Regions from separate parts of the Mus musculus genome. Here region 1 is linked to region 2. The links are chromatin contacts, called in public Hi-C maps. All regions are on one chromosome and are shown on one strand. The core of a region is the stretch at or near the end of the contact, and the rest is flanking DNA. Distances in the headings are between cores, read along the strand shown. Region 1 has its middle 28 kb from the start of Lnpep. Region 2 overlaps Lnpep (leucyl/cystinyl aminopeptidase).

Region 1 (2,700 bases), core at 69-2,568, 71 kb after region 2:
CAATATTGTGCTTTATAGCTGTGGCATGCAAAGGGGATGGCTTCTATGCCTGTGGAGTGCCAGAGTTGACTTACAAGGAACCATGTATCTCTTCTTAACCTTAGGGTCACTGACTTCAAGTAGGATACAATCTACTACAAGTAGTATAAATTCCAGCTAAGTCAATAAATTACACAGAAGTGTAATGAGGCAAGAGAGTACAATCACAACAGAAGCCTGCTTTGTTTTATTAGTTGGTTGGGAATGTCACACAGTGTATTTTGATCATATGTATATCTACTTCCCATATTGCTTCTAGATTCAACCACCCCTTCCCTTCTCGCTCAACTTAACTTTGTATCTTTTGAGTTTTTATATCAAATAGAGTTTGTACTGCCCATATACTCACAGATGTGTTGCCTTCACTGCAGAGTAATCAACTCAATCGAGGCTGCACTCTTAAAAAGAAAAGACTCTCTCACTTCCAGCAGATATTAAATGCCAAAACTCCTCAGTCAAGGATGGGGATTTCCGCTCACCATCCCTTTTATGTTGGAATTTTATCTGGCCTGAGTTTCTACAGGTCTTGTGCATGTTGTCACAGCTTCTGTGAATTTGTATATGCAACTCCCTGCTGTTTCTGGTGTAGAGAGAATCTTTACATCACCTGTCAATTTAAAGAGTCTATGGCCAATGAGCTGAGGCTGGAAATAGGAGGTGGGAGTTCTGCAGAGAGAGAGAGAGAGAGAGAGAGAGAGAGAGAGAGAGAGAGAGAGAGAGAGAGAGAGAGAGGGAGAGAGAGAGAGAGGGAGAGGGAGAGGGAGGGTGGGGGAGGGGATGAAGAGGGAGTGAAAGGGAGAGAGGGAGAGAGAGAAAGATTCGAAAAAGTCAGTCAGTCACGGGAGATTCAACTCAAACTTAGGAGACAGATGCATGAAACATGTGGCATGCTTAGAACATAATGAATTGGATTATTGAGATACGAGTTTGTTGGGGAACAGAGCCAAGGTTTTTGGCCTAGGCATTTATCCATATATAAGAAATCTCAGAGTCATTATTTCTGGGAACAAAAAGACCACAGGAGAAAAAAAATCCCACAGTAAAACCATAGAAAGATGATTTTTAAGTGTCCCGCAAACTCTGTCACTGTGTTTCATCTCTCTTTCCTTGGACTCTAAGTCAATGCTGTGGCAAAATTGGGGTCAATGTGAAGAAACAACACTAACAACCTAGCTGAAACTGCAATGTAAGTCCCTCTAGGTGATAGTGCCTACAACAAGGCAATAGAGTAAGTGGGGCTCAGATTACCCCACTCTGCCTTTCATGGGTTCTGAGGCCCCCAGACATTGCAGAGCAGAGATGAGTCATCCTCATTGACCCTGTCTGAATCTCTAACCTACAGACACTGTAAGGAATGGTAAATAATTGAGTCATTAAGCATTATGATAAGTATTTTGCTGTTCATAGTAACGGAGTCATTACGTGTAATATCAGAGAAACTAAGGAAGGAGCAAAGGAAGAGAAGCAGAAAGTGGGGGGAACAGAATGAGCATATTCTTGGTTCTGTGCGAAATCTATGAGGCAGTATGAGAATACCAAGCCTCACTACGGTGTATTTGTGGAGTAAAAAGTGGGCAAACTACCCTGCTGGCTTTCTCACATTTTTATAACTAATCAGCCAGTTTCCTGTGTGTTAGCCGCCAGCCCTTCCTGGCTATGCTAGCAGGTTTGGGGAACCTGCTGAAAGTCTAGGTTGGACAGTGTAGAGGTCGGAAGCCCTCCTCACTAGAAGGTGCAATGTGTTTACTCTTGAATTTGTTGTGGCTGCTGTAACAGAAACTAGGATATTAAATTAAGCTAAAACAAAAAAACAAAACAAAAAACAAAACAAAAAAGAAAAGAAAAGAAAAGAAAAAAAAAAAAAACAAACCTTAGTTTCTCATCTATAAATCAGTCCTGGAACAAAATAACCCTGTAACTAAATCACAATCAGGCAGGAAACAAGCCAGCAACTGTGGACCAGGAACAAGTTGAACAAGTAACCTGTGTTAGCTATAAAAACTTAAAATCAATGTTGGTTACCCCTGTTTATTATCATTATCATTATTATTCTTCCACACACTGTTGGCACTGATGTCTTCCCACTAGGTTTTCCCCATACGTGTGCACTTTGATCACTACAATTCACACAAAAATGTTTTCATTATTTAGAAAATACTTTATAAGTTTTTGTAACCAGACTCACATAGATAAAACCTTACATATTTCATACATTGTGTTAACCTTGTACAAATGGAAAAAAATTAAGTTCAACATTTCGAGACCAATATGGCTGTTAATTTCTTTACAATGCCAACTCAACACAGTAAACTGAGAACTTTTTTCCAAAGTTAACAGCACAGCTAAAGGTTCAAAAATTCAAATTATATATACGTATGTACATATATTATACATATATTACATATATAAAAATTTATACATATATATATAGAGAGAGACCAGTAATAGCACTATGTATAAAAAAACCCGTCAATACAGCAGCAACAACTTTTCCAGATTCTGCAGTCATTTGAACAAAATTGTAGAGACATTAAGCACACTTTATTAAAAAAAAGTAAAAAAACAAAACAAAACTGCAGAAAACAGCACAGTTCTGTTATTCTTGTGGTGCCTGGCACCACTTTCTGTTATTCTTGTGGTGCCTGGCACCACTTTTTTTTT
Region 2 (2,700 bases), core at 163-2,662:
AGTTTGTCCCTAAACAGCTAGGACTAAGTGGGGCCGAAAGGAAAGGACGACACTCAATGTCTTACTTCTGGGTCTGGACACCTATAATTCTTGGCCAAATACTATAAAACCAGGTTGCTGGTCTCTTTCCTGTGACCCATTCTCCCTCAGGCAAATCATAAACTGGTCTGCCTGCTTCTAGGCTTAAAAGGTAGCTCCTCAAGAGAACGGGCGATTGCTTGGGTAAGATGGCGGGCAGGACTGTGGTAAGGAAACGACTATGGAATCACACTGGTTTTTTTTTTTTTAAATGTGTATACACACACACACACACACACACACACACACACACACACAAGAGAAGGATGTTTCTGGCCCAATGCAAAATAAAAGCAGAAAATAACTTATGAAGTTTTGGTAAGCAAGAAACAGTATCACAGACAAAAAACTTAAAAAACAGGTCAACTACAGTTCAAACACCTGCTTTTTCACCCTCCTGTAGCATTCACAAGAACAGCAGTTTCCATCTTTAAAAGAGAACAAACACCACGAGTGTCAGCATATCTTAAGGCAGGGACGTAGTGGGGGCTTTCTAAGCTATAACCCGCCCCCCTCATACTTGTCAAGAATCACTGAAGAAAGGTTGGAAGAAGCAAAGGGAAAATAATACTACATATCTCTCAATAACTCAGAATTAGGACAGTCAATATTTTACATTAAAAATCACAGCTTTTAAGGGATTTCAAGAGTTTAACAAATTGAAATCATCTTTAATTTGTTCTCACAAGGTACTTTACAGTTAATTCTAATCTTCACAAGAGTTCTATAAAGTAACAAAATTAAATTTAAGGCATGAAAAAAACAAACATAAATGGATTAATTTAATCTTAAAGTTAGACAGGTATTTAATTGTACATTTCAACCCAGATCTAAAACAATTTATTCAAATTTTAATCTTCTCATTAATGTAATGCATCTTCTGACTCATGTTAATTTAATGAAAGGGAAGAGCTTTTAACAATTTGGTATCTGGTAATGAAATTAAAAATATTATTTCATTATAACTGACATTAGAACATAACTGACATTACTTAATATACAGGAAAACATAGTGCTCAATAAAGAATAAACAGTGGTAACTTATAACTCACAAAATAAATGCACACTACTCATATTAGAGTAAAGTTTACAACTGCTACTCAAAGTACAGAATGAAGACCACAGTACCCGTATTACGTCACACCTTCTTACAAAAGCAGACTCCTTCCCTTCCAGGCAGGAATTTCAGGAGATTACCCAGTGATCTGCATGCATGTCAGAAGGATTGATGGAATCCTACAGGCACCAACCACACTATTCCTAGATGTGCTCAGACCATAGCAGACTGTCTTACCCTAAGAACAAGTCAGGTGAAATCTCTCCCCGGCAGGCCTTTTTTTACTTAGTTCCTCTGCCTGGATGTCATGATTTCCTCTTCCTTCATTCAGTCTAGTACATATCTGTTATTGTGTAACTAAACTCACTAGAACATTGTCAAGAGAACTCATTTCCTTTTAAGAGTTAACTGTCATTCGTACTTTTGTGCACTTCTGATTTAGAGAGAAAAGAAACTAGAGTAAGATGGCCAACCATTTTCTACTTCTCCATTATGAAATTGGTAAAAATTATGCTACCGAGAAGTACCTAAAGAAATTAGGACATTCAATACTCAACCTCCTTAGTCATCAGGGAAATGCCAATCAAAACTAACCCTGAGATTCTACCTTACACCAATCAGAATGACTAGGATCAAAAACTTAGCTGATTCTGGTGAAGATGTGGAGAAAGAGGAACACTCCTCCATTGCTGGTGGGATTGCAAACTGATACAACCACTCTGGAAATCAATCTGGTGTTTCCTCAGAAAACTGGAAATAGTTCTACCTGAAGACTCAGCTATACCACTCCTGGGCCAAAAGATGCTCATATAACATATAACATATAACAAGGACACATGCTCCACTGTGTTTATAGCAGCCATATTTATAATAGCCAGAAGCTCGAAAGAACCCAGATGTCCCTCAACAGACGAATGGATACAGAAAATGTGGTACATTTATACACATTTTGAAAATGGAGTACTACTACAAATGGAGTATTATTACTCAACTATGGATGGGAGAAGGGAAGGGGAGAGAAAAAAGGGGGAGGGGAGCAGGACCAGAGAAGAGATAGAAGAGATAGAAGTCCAGAGAGCCAGGAGAACTAGTAGAAATAAGTAGCGGGTGTGTGTGTGTGGGGGGGGGGGAGGATGGTGAACTTGGGGAGCCACTAGAAAAAGTCCCAGCCTCCAGGGATGAGAGAGGCTTCCATGACCCAAAGGGGATGACATAAACCAAAATACCCAACAGCAGGGAGACAGAACCTGAAGAGATGACCTCCAGTAGATAGGCACGACCCTCAGTGGAGGGATGGGGCCACCCACCCATCTCAAAATTTTTAATCCAGAATTGTCCCTGTCTAACGGGAGGCATTTGGTTCTGTCTAAAGGAAAGGCAGAGACAAAAATGAAGCAGAGACTGAAGGAAAAACCAACCAGAGACCACTCTACCATGGGTTCCATCTCATCTGCAGACAGCAAACACTGACACTATTGCTGATGCCAAGTTGTGCTTGCAGACAAGAGTCTGGTATGGCCATCCTCTGAGAGCCTCTGCTAGCATCTGACTAAGACAGATGCAGA

The links. A called contact is a pair of places that touch in the nucleus more often than the background predicts.
Region 1: a Hi-C map of hematopoietic stem cells shows a contact between it and region 2, with 4 times the contacts expected there. The contact joins two enhancer-like sites. A contact is called at or near these places in 4 of 15 datasets of contacts at CTCF or cohesin (CD8 T cells, the NIH/3T3 cell line, large pre-B cells and 1 more), 85 of 484 Hi-C or Micro-C datasets (the AML12 cell line, the C10 cell line, the C2C12 cell line and 53 more), 10 of 115 datasets of contacts at active chromatin or transcription factors (CD8 T cells, the HPC-7 cell line, bone marrow-derived dendritic cells and 6 more) and 3 of 9 other capture datasets (adipose tissue, liver and pancreatic islet).

What each region holds. Positions count from the first base shown.
Region 1 is chr17:17,651,088-17,653,787 of GRCm38.p6, forward strand. No RefSeq gene overlaps it. Among named protein-coding and RNA genes, the nearest start is that of Lnpep, 28 kb to the left of the region's middle. Within about 2 kb of position 1,319, at least 4 of the 459 cell types and tissues checked have an H3K27ac peak or open chromatin away from gene starts, as enhancers often do. A contact at or near this core is called in the HPC-7 cell line and hematopoietic stem cells, where this site is marked.
Region 2 is chr17:17,579,974-17,582,673 of GRCm38.p6, forward strand. The region is part of intron 1 of Lnpep (leucyl/cystinyl aminopeptidase); the gene reads right to left. Among named protein-coding and RNA genes, the nearest start is that of Lnpep, 43 kb to the right of the region's middle. Within about 2 kb of position 1,413, at least 41 of the 459 cell types and tissues checked have an H3K27ac peak or open chromatin away from gene starts, as enhancers often do. A contact at or near this core is called in the HPC-7 cell line and hematopoietic stem cells, where this site is marked.